4 separate regions of the Mus musculus genome follow, and regions 1, 3 and 4 are each linked to region 2. A link is a contact called in public HiChIP or PLAC-seq data. All regions are on one chromosome and are shown on one strand. The core of a region is the stretch at or near the end of the contact, and the rest is flanking DNA. Distances in the headings are between cores, read along the strand shown. Region 1 holds the start of Mettl2 (methyltransferase like 2). Region 2 overlaps Itgb3 (integrin beta 3). Region 3 overlaps Mapt (microtubule-associated protein tau). Region 4 overlaps Gm11639.

Region 1 (2,752 bases), core at 75-2,574, 500 kb after region 2:
TCCCAGTACCCAGAAGCCAGAGGCAGGCAGATCTCTGAAGTTGAAACCTTCCTGGTCTACAAAGAGAGTTATGAGATAGTCAGAGCTATATAGAGGAATTCTATATTTAAAAAGAAAATAATAATTAAAACACACACGGGGGGGGGGAAGAAGGGAGGGAGGAGAGGAGAGAGAAAGAGAAGCAGCCATATATTTCAAATGGCTCACTTATTAAAAATAATGTTGGAACTTCAAGTAAAAGGACAATGAGCTTTCTGCACACACAAAAATTATATAATGGGATTGTTGAATGTGAACACTAACAGCTTTTAAAGAGCATGATATTAAAAAAAAAAAATACATATAGCTGGATGTGATGGTGAATGCCTTTAATCCCGGTACTTGAGAGGCAGAGACAGGCACATCTCTGAGTTTGAGGCCAGTTTAATCTGCATAGAGAGCTGGAGGCCAGCCAGAATTACATAGTCCTTCAAAATGTATCAAAATAATAACAAAAACAACAACAATAATAACAACAACAACAATAACTCTGGCTGGTAAAATGGCACAGCAAGTAAGCTGCCTGCCACCAAGCCTAAAGAAATTATAGAGCCTGGAGAGCCCTATAATTAAGGGCACTGGCTACTCTTCTAGGAGACCCATATTTTGATCCCTGGTACCCATATGTTGGTTCACAAGCATCTGTAACTCCAGTTCGAGGAGATCTGGTGCCCTCTTCTGGCCTCCATGAGCATTGCATGCACGTGGTGCACAACCATGCGTACACATAAAGGGGAAATTTATTTAAATAGAAAATATAAGGCTAAAAATGTGCAATTATAAATTATATACCAGTGACCTACTATTAGTTTTAAAATATTTATACATATATGTATAGTATATAAGTGTACAATGTATACATTTAAATAAATTGAATACATATTACAAGCTCTATGCATGAACGAATTACAATTTTTATTGTGCCAATTAAGCCTGGCTTTTCAAGGAGGTGTGGTCGGTTATGTCATTTAACACGGAAGCTTCATGCTCTCAAAACCCACGCGCTGCCTCCCCGCGGACTGTGGTCTGGTGACCACGTCTCATCACAGTCGGCTAGTCAAAGCTTTTCCTGGGGGGAATCTTGGGACCTGCACGGAACCGTACTCGAGGGAATAGCCTCCTACTTCCTCCCCGTGCTGCACGCCCTTGTGCATCTCCAGGGAGAAATGACTCCTTTCGGACTCGCCTCCGCTGAGCTTCCCAATCACTTGGAACCCGCCCCGCCCCGCCCCGCCCCGCCCCGCCCCGCCCCGCCCCGCCCTCCATCTTCCCTCCCAGTGACGCTACTTCCGGAAGGGGCGTGGCCCACAGGAAGTCCTCGCCTTCGGGAAGAGAAGGCGTTTCCGTCTCCGGTGTCATGGCGGCCTCCTTCCCTGAAGGCGTGCCGGAGACCGAGGACGGGAAGAGACCGCAGTTCGGGCACCGGTTCCTGAGCGACCCGGCGCGCGTCTTCCATCACAATGCCTGGTAACTGCCCTGCATCTCGCCCGGCTCTTCGCCAGCCCGGAGCACTTGGAGAAAAGCCCTGCCCGCTGGCCCTCCTCCCGCGGCGGTAGCTGAAGCGTTCGCCTCCCGAGGACCGACGTTCCCGGGTCCGGGACCGGTGGGCCTGAAGCTGCCCGTTTGGTTTTCACAGGGACAACGTGAAGTGGTCCGAGGAGCAGGCCGCGGCGGCGGAGAGGAAAGTGCAGGAGAACAGCTCCCCGCTGGTGTGCCCGGAGAAGCAAGGTGCGCTCCGTTGTGCCCGCAGTGTGGGACGCGCCTCCTCCAGACGGCAAGAAAAATGGGGGCACCGGGATCGTTTTATCACTGACCTGATGGAGAACTCCGGCCCAGAACGGGTCGGGGAGGGGACGGGTTAGGAGGCAAAGGGGCTGTCTTCTAACAAAGTCTTGAAGCCATTGGGGTTGGACTTTGTTGTTGTTGTTGTTGAACTCTCTAGTTCTACGAGTGTCGCGTTGATGTGGCTGGCCTGTGGCAACCGTAAAGTCGTTCAGTCATCTTAGGGTAGCTTCTACAGTTTACCTTCTGCTGGGACGTTTCCATCAGAGCTAGATTGATGTGGTCGGATCCTAACGTACTGTGGGAGGAGAGGATTAGATCATAACATCTTTTCTTGAGGTGTTGGGTTTGGAGATGTGGGACTTCTACCAAAGAAAGATGCGTGCAGCAGAGTGGAGAGACGAGTCTGCTCAAAGCGAAAGAGGTCATTTCCGAAGACAAGAATAATTCCTTTATAAAATACTAGAACTGGTTGTCCCTGTTTCTAGGAGGCGTTTGAAAGTAAACCTGGAACTTTAAGGTAATAGGCATCAGGGGGTTGGAGAGATGGCTCATCGGTTATGATAATAAGCACTGATAGTTTCTCTATAGTACCGAGGTCACTGGCCAGGCACGTACCTCCTAAGATGTAGGGGTGTAATCTCTTGGGAGGCAGAGACAAGAGGTTGAGTGGGGTCAAGAGCATCCTTGCTACGTAGAGTTCCACTCCTGCCTGGGCTGCATGAGAGCTTGTCTCAAAAATAAGTATATGTATATATTCCAGTTGCAAAGTAGGCACCCTGCCTGCATTGTTAGGTAGATAAGACTAGATAAAGCTTCGTAGAGTTGAGAGGGATTTTGAAAATCATGTAGCCCAGTATCCTCTTTTCGCAGTTAAAGGACCAGTTAGCCAAGTGCAGTGGTGTATTCCTGTAGACTCAGCTCCGTGGGA
Region 2 (2,700 bases), core at 56-2,555:
ATTCAAATACTGGGTTCCAACGTGATAAGCACTATAGTGAACGTTTTATAGTAACAGAACAAAGAAGGCAATAGGTCAAGGTACTTTAGACACACATTGGTGAACCATCAGATGAGGTGGTTACAGCAGTCAGGAGCGTCTGAGGTTACCTCATAACAGTCCTAGCCTGTGGGGTTGGTGGAAGCTAGGAGTCTGCACATTTTAGAAAGGACTTTACTAGTCTTAAGAATGTTAAGTCAAACCTAGAGGTGGGCAATAGGTAGCTATTTAGGGGGATAATTTAGCCCCAAACTATTTGGTGCCCAACCTGTAGCATTCATCTGATCTTGTTGAATGTTCAACACAGGTGTGGCTCCCCACCCCCATCCTAACTTGCCCCAGATGCCTTCTTTCCCTAGATTTAGGCGCTTCAGTGTAGGTGCAGGCACACAGAATCATTTCCTTCCTCCTAAACGCAGTCTCTTTCCCCTTCTGAGCAAGACTAGGTGACGCCTTCCTCAGGATGCATGGTGGAAGCTGGCAATGATCCTGGAGCCTGTTCTGCCCTTCCACTCCAGCCATTTTGCTTGGGCATCGTCATTACTGTGATTATTGCTACCCTTCCCCAGCCTATACTTGCTTTGGGCTGGAACATCTCATGGAAGAAAGGCTTTACTCTCTAAAGAAGAGAGGCGCTAGGGGTATAGAGGGATGCCAGCTCATCCGACCCCCCCCCACCCCCAGAGCAAAACAAAAACAAAAAACCCTAAAAACTCAGAAGAGGAATGTTATGTGTGTGTTTGTATGTGTCTCTGTGTGTCTATATTTCTGTGTATGTTTATATGTTTGTGTGTATGTGTGTGTTTGTGAATGTGTGTGTTTGTGTGTATGTTTGTGTCTTTATATGTATGTTTGTGTGTCTTTGTGTGTGTATGTGTGTTTGTGTGTGTTTGTGTGCATGTATGTGTGTGTTTGTATATATTTGTATATGTGTGTTTGTGTACACTTTCTTAAAGATCCTTTTTTCTTCCCTTCTCTCTGACAGTGACGCCCCTCTATCTTCCTTCCTTCCTTCATCTCTAAAGTATCAATGGATGAGGGAGCACAGCTCAATGGTGAGGACCAGACGATGACAGGAAGGGGTTAGCTGTGTCTAGGCAGAGGGTGTGTTGTGTCTGAGTCCCTAGGGAATGAGTGTGTCTGAGGGAATGGCTATGTTTGTGGCCGGGCTGGGAATTTGGAGCTGGCAAGAGCTGATGGGGAGGTAGGGGAAGCCTGTGGCTGGAGAGGTTCCCAGCAGTTCCAGTGGGAGTGAGTCAGCACCCCCAGCAGGTGGTTACCTGAGCTGCTGGCCTGTCTGCTCCTCAGCCACTAGAGCTACAGCCTCTGCCCTATACCGCTCCTCAACCACCCTAGCTATTTCCTGATCTTTGTCTGCCTCTCTTCTGGATCCTCTGGGTTTCCTAAAAAGGCAAGCTCCTGGTCAGACTGGGGAGGAAGGGAGCAGAAGGCTGTGTTTACCCCCTAGAGGAGGGGCTGCCAGAGCCTCCAAGGCCAGCTCCATACACAGCCTTGGCCTCTGCTGCTCAGCACGGGAACTGTTTCTAGGGGCAGCTGCCTAACATCTGGGCCAGATTGATCTCATTTAGCGAATGAAACATTCTCTGGGGCTTGGGGGAGGGTGAGCCCATTCCTTCTCCACCCCCACAGGTGCCCCTCCCCTCTGGGCTTCACTGGAGGCTCAAGTGTGGCGTGGCTGTCTTCCTTCTGGTTTGTCATATCCTCCTGCCTCCGGTCACCATCATGGTTGTGTCAAGCTTCCTTTCTGAGGAAGTTGTAATTCTGCAACAATTCCAGAAGAAGGAGTGGGATGCCGAGGGTGCCGTGTTTGGATAGGATGGCTTGAAGTTGGACGGCCGGAGCAGAGGGGAGCAGAAAGGAGGTCCCTGAGGAAGGACTACTGCTATTCAAGCATAGTCCCCTCTCATTCCCGCATCTGGATCTTATAGGGATAAATCAGAGCTGGGTTCTGACCAGCCAAAGCCCCTCCTTAGGCCACGTGAACATATTCCATGTGACTAGATGCAAATGTGGAATATTTACCAATCACTATGGTGAATCTTTGCCCTCTGGGGCAGACTGGGAGGCCAGAGGGAGGGAAAGATCAGCTTGTTGATGGGGTGGAGTTGGGAAATGGGTAGCAACCAGGACCAAAGGAGACCAAAGAAGGGAGGTAGGAAGCCCGATGAAATAGTCCCTTCAGAATGGAATAAAGTGAATGCCAATATTTACCATCGCTAAGTGAGAGGGAGGAGGGGTGGGGCTGGGGAGTCTGATGTGGGGCAGAGTGTGTCAAGCAGGGAGGAACCCTGGGCTGTAACTAGTTATCTTTTTCCTGAGGGAGCTGGACTTCTCTTGCACAGGGCAAGCTGAACTATTGAAAGTGTTTGGATCTTGACTTTAAACATCCAACGGTGGGGCTGGGATCCCTGCTCATCCCTCTGCCTCCCCTGTCTTGACTGTTTCAAGTGGTGCTGATGTTGGCAGTGCCTCGGAAAACAACTGGTTGGGCTCGGCTTGTGGTCCTTAAAGGACAGCAGCTCCTGGGTGTGTATAGCAAGCCCTTGGCTGGGTAAGAGGAAAACAGAGCCAAGTGGATGAGTGGGGTGTCTTGGGCCCACCCACCTAGGGTGTGTTCTTGGAGAGACAGAGGCATGGGTT
Region 3 (2,700 bases), core at 158-2,657, 310 kb before region 2:
CAACGTCCAGTCCAAGTGTGGCTCGAAGGATAATATCAAACACGTCCCGGGTGGAGGCAGTGTGAGTACTGTCGCAGTCTCCATGAGGTGTGCTGCAGCCTTTGCTGTAACAAGTGTCATGAGTGTGTCCTTGTGAGACATTGCATAGAATAAATCATCTAGGGCTCAGGACCTCCTGTGTCCCCACAGTGTCTGCTGTCCCCAGACTCCCCTCCCTGTTCCATGGATGGCCCAGCAAAGTAGGGAGAGCAACCCGTTCCAGCTGGCCCTTCTCTGAGTAGCTGGGTCCCCATGGTACCATGTATGTGTTCCTAGAAGCCCCGTAGATATTGGAAATGGGGTTGAAGACAGTGCATCCATGATGTGGGCTGACACCTCTTCCCTCATCTCTGGGGCAGTCTCTGTTGGTTGGGGAGTGGGGAGTCCATATGATCCCACTAGACACTAGGACTTCCTGTTTCATGTCAAGGTCCAAAAGGCCCCTAGCCACTTCTCCATTTTTCATCTGGGTCTCCTTCATCTTTGAAGAGAGGAAAAGATTCCCAGTTCAATTTAGCACTCCCCTCCCCCCAGGACAGGGACTCTGGTTGCACAGAGCCTAACACCGAGGTGACAGGTGTCAGTTGCCTGCATTGTTTGCCAGAGAAGGGGTTTTAAATGTCTCCTCCTTTAAACACCACTGGGGACCCCCCCCCCCCCCCCCCCGCACATCCTCAGCGAGTCCCTGCAAAGAGATGTTCTTAGGTTCCCTCAATGGGCTTAGGGATTCCCTTTGTTCTCTTGGCTGGCCGGTGCCCAACAGGGCAGGATTTGTAAAGTGGCCCCAGGCTTCTCCCTGCCAGCTCCCCCTCCCCTGTTCTGGGTCAGTCCCAGAACGGACCTGGGCTCTCTGATTGAGCTGCAGGCTCCACCTCTCGAGCGTGCGTGCTGGAATGCAGGGGTGGGCTCTCTTTCCTGAAAGTGCCGAGCCCACAGGGTTTATTCTTGCAATGTGCTCCTGCCTCCGGCCCCGACACCTGCCCTGCCTTCTGCCTCTTGGACCGATGGCCCCAGAGCAGCAAGTGCTGGCCCTGTGGCTACTGCCTTCTCACGCTTACTCACCGTGTCTGCCTTTTCCTCTGTCCTCCACTCCCCGCTGGCCGATCCTGCCACCTCCCTTACTTGTTTTGCTTCCTAAGGAAAGGCGGGGCTGTTGGCTACACTGCGGTTACTGCCCTGCCTGCCGGTTGCCTTCTCAACGTATAGAAAGATATGGGTTGCGGGAAAGGGTGATCTTTAAGATCGCCGTCCTTGTCCCTGGGCTCTGTAATGTTGTTTATGATACGTTAGCTTCCCAGCCCAGGCTGCTGTGGTTAGGGAGGGAAGCCAGAAGTGTCTGGTTTTGCTCACGTCTGGTCTGTTGCTGGGTCTGAGCGCTCCAGCTCCCAAGGGCTGCAGAGGGCAGATGCTCCTGTAGGGGAAGTTGGGAAAAGGCAGCTCTCAGGGCAGCTCGGATCACATGCTGGTTGTCTGATGAGGCTGCAGTGCCTAGGGTATCAGGGAACTTTATAACTAAGGTGTACTGCAGTTTGCCAGCCTTTGAGCTAACCTGTGACCTTATATAGAATCACAAGATAGCCTGGCCTGTGGCCTGTGGCCACTGTTGACTACAGAATGGACCTGTGGAGAAAGCTTTCTTAGGGAGGGGGACTGGTGGCATTTGGGTTGTAGGATTCCAGGCTTCCCATCTAACTTGCTCCTGGCTCTCTCTAGGGTGGTGGGAACTGCAGCAGGGAAGCTGCTTCTCCATCTCCACCTCCTGGCTGGGCTGTGGCCTCCTCTCTCGGGCTGCTCTGTGGGATCTAGTACCCTAGTCAGCTGCTCCCCCATTCCTTTCTTCTCTGGCTATCCCAAGCTTCCAACATCTCCTGTCCCCCAACATACCCCCTGGTACTGACTCTCTAATGACTCTACCTGGGCTCTCCCATCATCACCTGCCCCAGAACTCCTACTGGCCTCTGGGTCTGTTTGCAGGAGGTCCTTGGGTTTATCTGCTCCTTACCCACCCTCCTCTGCAGGGGCAGGCTGACACCCTTATGACTTATGAGGCCATGGCCCTCCTCTTCCATCAGGTCTGTTAGCAGAACACACACACACACACACACACACCCCATAACACAAAACACCATCAGCCGTGAAAACGAGGGATTTATCCATTGAGACCTCCGTAGAAACCACTTTGCTTTATTGATTCTTGAACATGTGGCACCCCTCTCCCAGGACAGATGAGCCTCCTCACCCCTGGAATGACCATGGTCTGTATGGGAGACCCATGGGACTCTGCAAGTGGCAGCTAGTGACCAGCTAAGCTGTAAAACCACAGATCAGAGAGACAGGCTTCCAGGAGCCCCATCTGCCTGGGTGGTCTCCTTCAGAGTGTCCTGTCAGGAAAGCAACTGTCATTTTCCAGAGCACACATTACTGCTGGGCCACATGAAGGGCCCTTGGGCTGGCGGGTCCCCCCCACCCCCCTTCCCCAGTGTGTCCTGTCTGCTCACTCATGCTTGCTGAGACACTTACTGCAGCTGTGGTTTCTGCCGTGCGCCTGCCTTCTGTTGGTGTTGCTTCGCTCTTCTCAGTAGAGGCTGAAGTGTTCAGGAGACTATGTGTCCAGACACCAACTGGCTCTCCTTCTGGGTCATAGAGCTGGTCTGGGTCCTG
Region 4 (2,700 bases), core at 64-2,563, 330 kb after region 2:
AGACAAGGAGTTGGAGGAACTGATGAAAACGTTGCCCTTCAACGGTAAGTCCATGGAAGCTTCTTGTGAGGTTGAATTTCGTTCATCAAAATTTCATTTTTAATTGTTGCAAAGAATTAAAGAATGATTTTAAAGACTAGAAATATATATATGAAAACTATCAGTGTCAGTGTTTAAGAAACCAGGCAGCCCTTGATACATGTTTTCTGTTCCTGTGTCCATACCACTAAGGAGCTCACATGATTAAAAAAAAATGGAAGAAACTAAAAATAACATCAGAATTTTTAAAAAGCAAAGGTACATTTACCTATTGACATAATAGACTTATTAGACATATTTAGCATATTGAGAAAGATCGTTGATTTCATTGTTAAAGGTGAAAAGTTCTGGTAGAATATTGTTAAACTCTACTGAGAATAACTCATATGCTAAATAATTAATCCAGAGAAAGGCGTGATGGAGCTAGAGAGCTAGCACAGTGATTAAAAACACAGCTTAGTTCCCAGCATGCACATGGTAGATCAAAACTCTCTGTAACTTCTGTTTTAAAGGACTTAACATCGTCTTCTGACCTCTTCAGACACCAGGCATGCAGATGGTGAAGAGACATTTGAGTAGACAGAACACCCACACATACATAATAACTAGTGCATGATCTGATGGTGTTCTCTGTGGTTACAGATCTGTACTGATCACAATTGTTATTTTGAGAGTAATTCTGTTATCCCCACATAGAACCACCACACTCAGTGCCAGTCATTCCTCATCCCTAATTCTTCTACACCACTAGGACAGCCACTAACCCATCTTCATCAATCTGCCTACTGCAAGCAGTTCCTATAAATGGCATTGCATAGTGTCTTATTATGTACCAATACTTCGTTACTGAATAGTCTGAAATAATAGAAATATCATATTTTATTTATTATATGTTCATTGGTAAATGAGTATTTAATTATTTCCAATTTTGGGCAAGTATGGATAGTCCTGCAAGTATCCACATACAAGTTTTTGTGTTGATGTATGTTTTAACTTTTCTAGTATATTTATAGAAGCAAAATTTCTGGGCCATATAGTAACTTTTTATTTAATGGTTAAAGAAAGCCAGTCCAGGGGCTGAAGAAATGACTTAGTAGTTAAAACTTCTCTTTGAAAAAAACCAGAGTTCTGTTCTCAGCATCCACATCATGTATGTAACCATGGCGTTTTCCACCCACACCCTAGTTCCCAAACAATGACTCAGGGGCTTACTATTTATTAACAATACTTGTGGCCTTTTGCTAGGCTTGTTCCCTGACTTGCTCCTAACTTATTTAACCCATTTAAACGATTCTATGTCTGCCACATGGTGGTTACCTCTCCTCAGTTTCATACGAGTCTGGGTGACAAATTCCCCACCTCTGACTATTTCCCATCGTTGCAATCTCCCTACCAGAACTCCCACCTTGTAGTTTCTGCCTTTTGCTAATAGGAACATCAGCTTTTTATTGACAGATGATGTTTCCACATAATCCACAAGCGATTATCCCTATAATGTAATCCAAACCATGTGTAACTCATCTCCAAGGGATCTGATTCCTTCTTATCTGCAGAGAGAGAGAGAGAGAGAGAGAGAGAGAGAGAGAGAGAGAGAGAGAGAGAGAGAGACAGAGACAGAGAGACAGAGAGACAGAGACAGAGAGAGACACAGAGAGACACAGAGAGAGAGAGAAATAAAATAAATCTTTTTTTTAAAGAAAGCCAGATTATCTTCCAAAGTGACTGCACTGAGTATAAATATTGTAGTAATTTTAGGGGGTGGGTTCTGCCCCACTCTATCCCATTTAGCTCCTGAGTAAACAACAGTGAGACATCAGATGTGATTAACAAGCTGAAGGCATGGTAGTGGTCAGGTAGGTTCTGAACCATTCTAACCTGACTAGGCCATCAATAACCAGATAAATGCCCTGTCACTTGCCAATTGAGTCTTCTCTGTTCCATGTGTGTCCTCGAGGTTAGCTTCTCTTGACCACATGCTCACAGTCCCTCCTGCCTCAAAACAGCCTCCTTCTTCTCTTCTCTTTTCTTCTTCTCTCTCCACTCTCCCTCATGGTCATTCCTGAGACAACCCACTCAATTATAAGTACTGCCTTCCTATCCTCTTTGCCAAGCTATAGACTCCAGTCTTTTAGTCATCAATCAAAGATTATTGGGGAGCATTCTTTATAGCATATTGGTCAATACAATGCCTATGTCCAAACTGCAACCCAATTTTGAGGCACAGAGCCCAGCATCTAAATATGCACTGCACAAGACCAACACCAACATCTCCCCTTTTTAGTCCAATAAAAATCTTTCTCTTACAATAATAAACTGTATATAGTAAGAACAATTATGAAAACCATCATGTAAGAGTTGTATTCACAGTATCTAGTCCATTTATAAATGGCAACTTAGGAGAAAGTACTCTATTATCTAGTCTATCTGGCTGAGTTCAGAAGTTTTGCACCTAAATCAGTTTCTATCATAACTTGTATTATCAATCTAAAAACATCTTCTTATACCCAAAAACATGTTCTTAAGTCCAAAACTTAAGCTTTTATTGTGAGACTACAACTATCTAGTCTTTAACCCCATCAGAAACTTGAGGAGGATAAATATTACCTGAGTAAGCAGGAAGTGCAGAGCTAGCAACTTCCAAAACTATAAAAGTGACAGAGT

What was found. HiChIP or PLAC-seq counts read pairs in DNA pulled down with a chosen protein or histone mark.
Region 1: an HNF4G HiChIP or PLAC-seq map of pancreatic cancer cells shows a contact between it and region 2. The contact joins the promoter of Mettl2 here to the enhancer-like site in region 2. A contact is called at or near these places in 2 of 39 promoter capture datasets (the 3T3-L1 cell line and cranial neural crest), 3 of 484 Hi-C or Micro-C datasets (B cells, cortical neurons and myeloid progenitors), 12 of 115 datasets of contacts at active chromatin or transcription factors (the NIH/3T3 cell line, bone marrow-derived macrophages, embryonic fibroblasts and 6 more) and 3 of 9 other capture datasets (embryonic stem cells, liver and macrophages).
Region 3: an HNF4G HiChIP or PLAC-seq map of pancreatic cancer cells shows a contact between it and region 2. The contact joins two enhancer-like sites.
Region 4: a FOXA1 HiChIP or PLAC-seq map of pancreatic cancer cells shows a contact between it and region 2. The contact joins two enhancer-like sites. A contact is called at or near these places in 3 of 115 datasets of contacts at active chromatin or transcription factors (embryonic stem cells and pancreatic cancer cells).

Annotation. Positions count from the first base shown.
Region 1 is chr11:105,125,101-105,127,852 of GRCm38.p6, forward strand. Mettl2 (methyltransferase like 2) reads left to right here and starts at 1,325. Exons shown (of 9, transcript NM_172567.3): 1 at 1,325-1,506; 2 at 1,676-1,767. The coding sequence starts at 1,397.
Region 2 is chr11:104,623,611-104,626,310 of GRCm38.p6, forward strand. All of the region lies in intron 2 of Itgb3 (integrin beta 3), which reads left to right. Among named protein-coding and RNA genes, the nearest start is that of Itgb3, 17 kb to the left of the region's middle. Within about 2 kb of position 1,306, at least 93 of the 459 cell types and tissues checked have an H3K27ac peak or open chromatin away from gene starts, as enhancers often do. A contact at or near this core is called in the NIH/3T3 cell line, embryonic fibroblasts, embryonic stem cells and 1 more, where this site is marked.
Region 3 is chr11:104,318,189-104,320,888 of GRCm38.p6, forward strand. Mapt (microtubule-associated protein tau) reads left to right here. Exons shown (of 12, transcript NM_001038609.2): 9 at 1-61. Among named protein-coding and RNA genes, the nearest start is that of Mapt, 88 kb to the left of the region's middle. Within about 2 kb of position 1,408, at least 133 of the 459 cell types and tissues checked have an H3K27ac peak or open chromatin away from gene starts, as enhancers often do. A contact at or near this core is called in pancreatic cancer cells, where this site is marked.
Region 4 is chr11:104,951,303-104,954,002 of GRCm38.p6, forward strand. It overlaps Gm11639, which reads left to right. Exons shown (of 108, transcript XM_017314877.1): 82 at 1-44. Among named protein-coding and RNA genes, the nearest start is that of Gm25362, 130 kb to the right of the region's middle. Within about 2 kb of position 1,314, at least 10 of the 459 cell types and tissues checked have an H3K27ac peak or open chromatin away from gene starts, as enhancers often do. A contact at or near this core is called in pancreatic cancer cells, where this site is marked.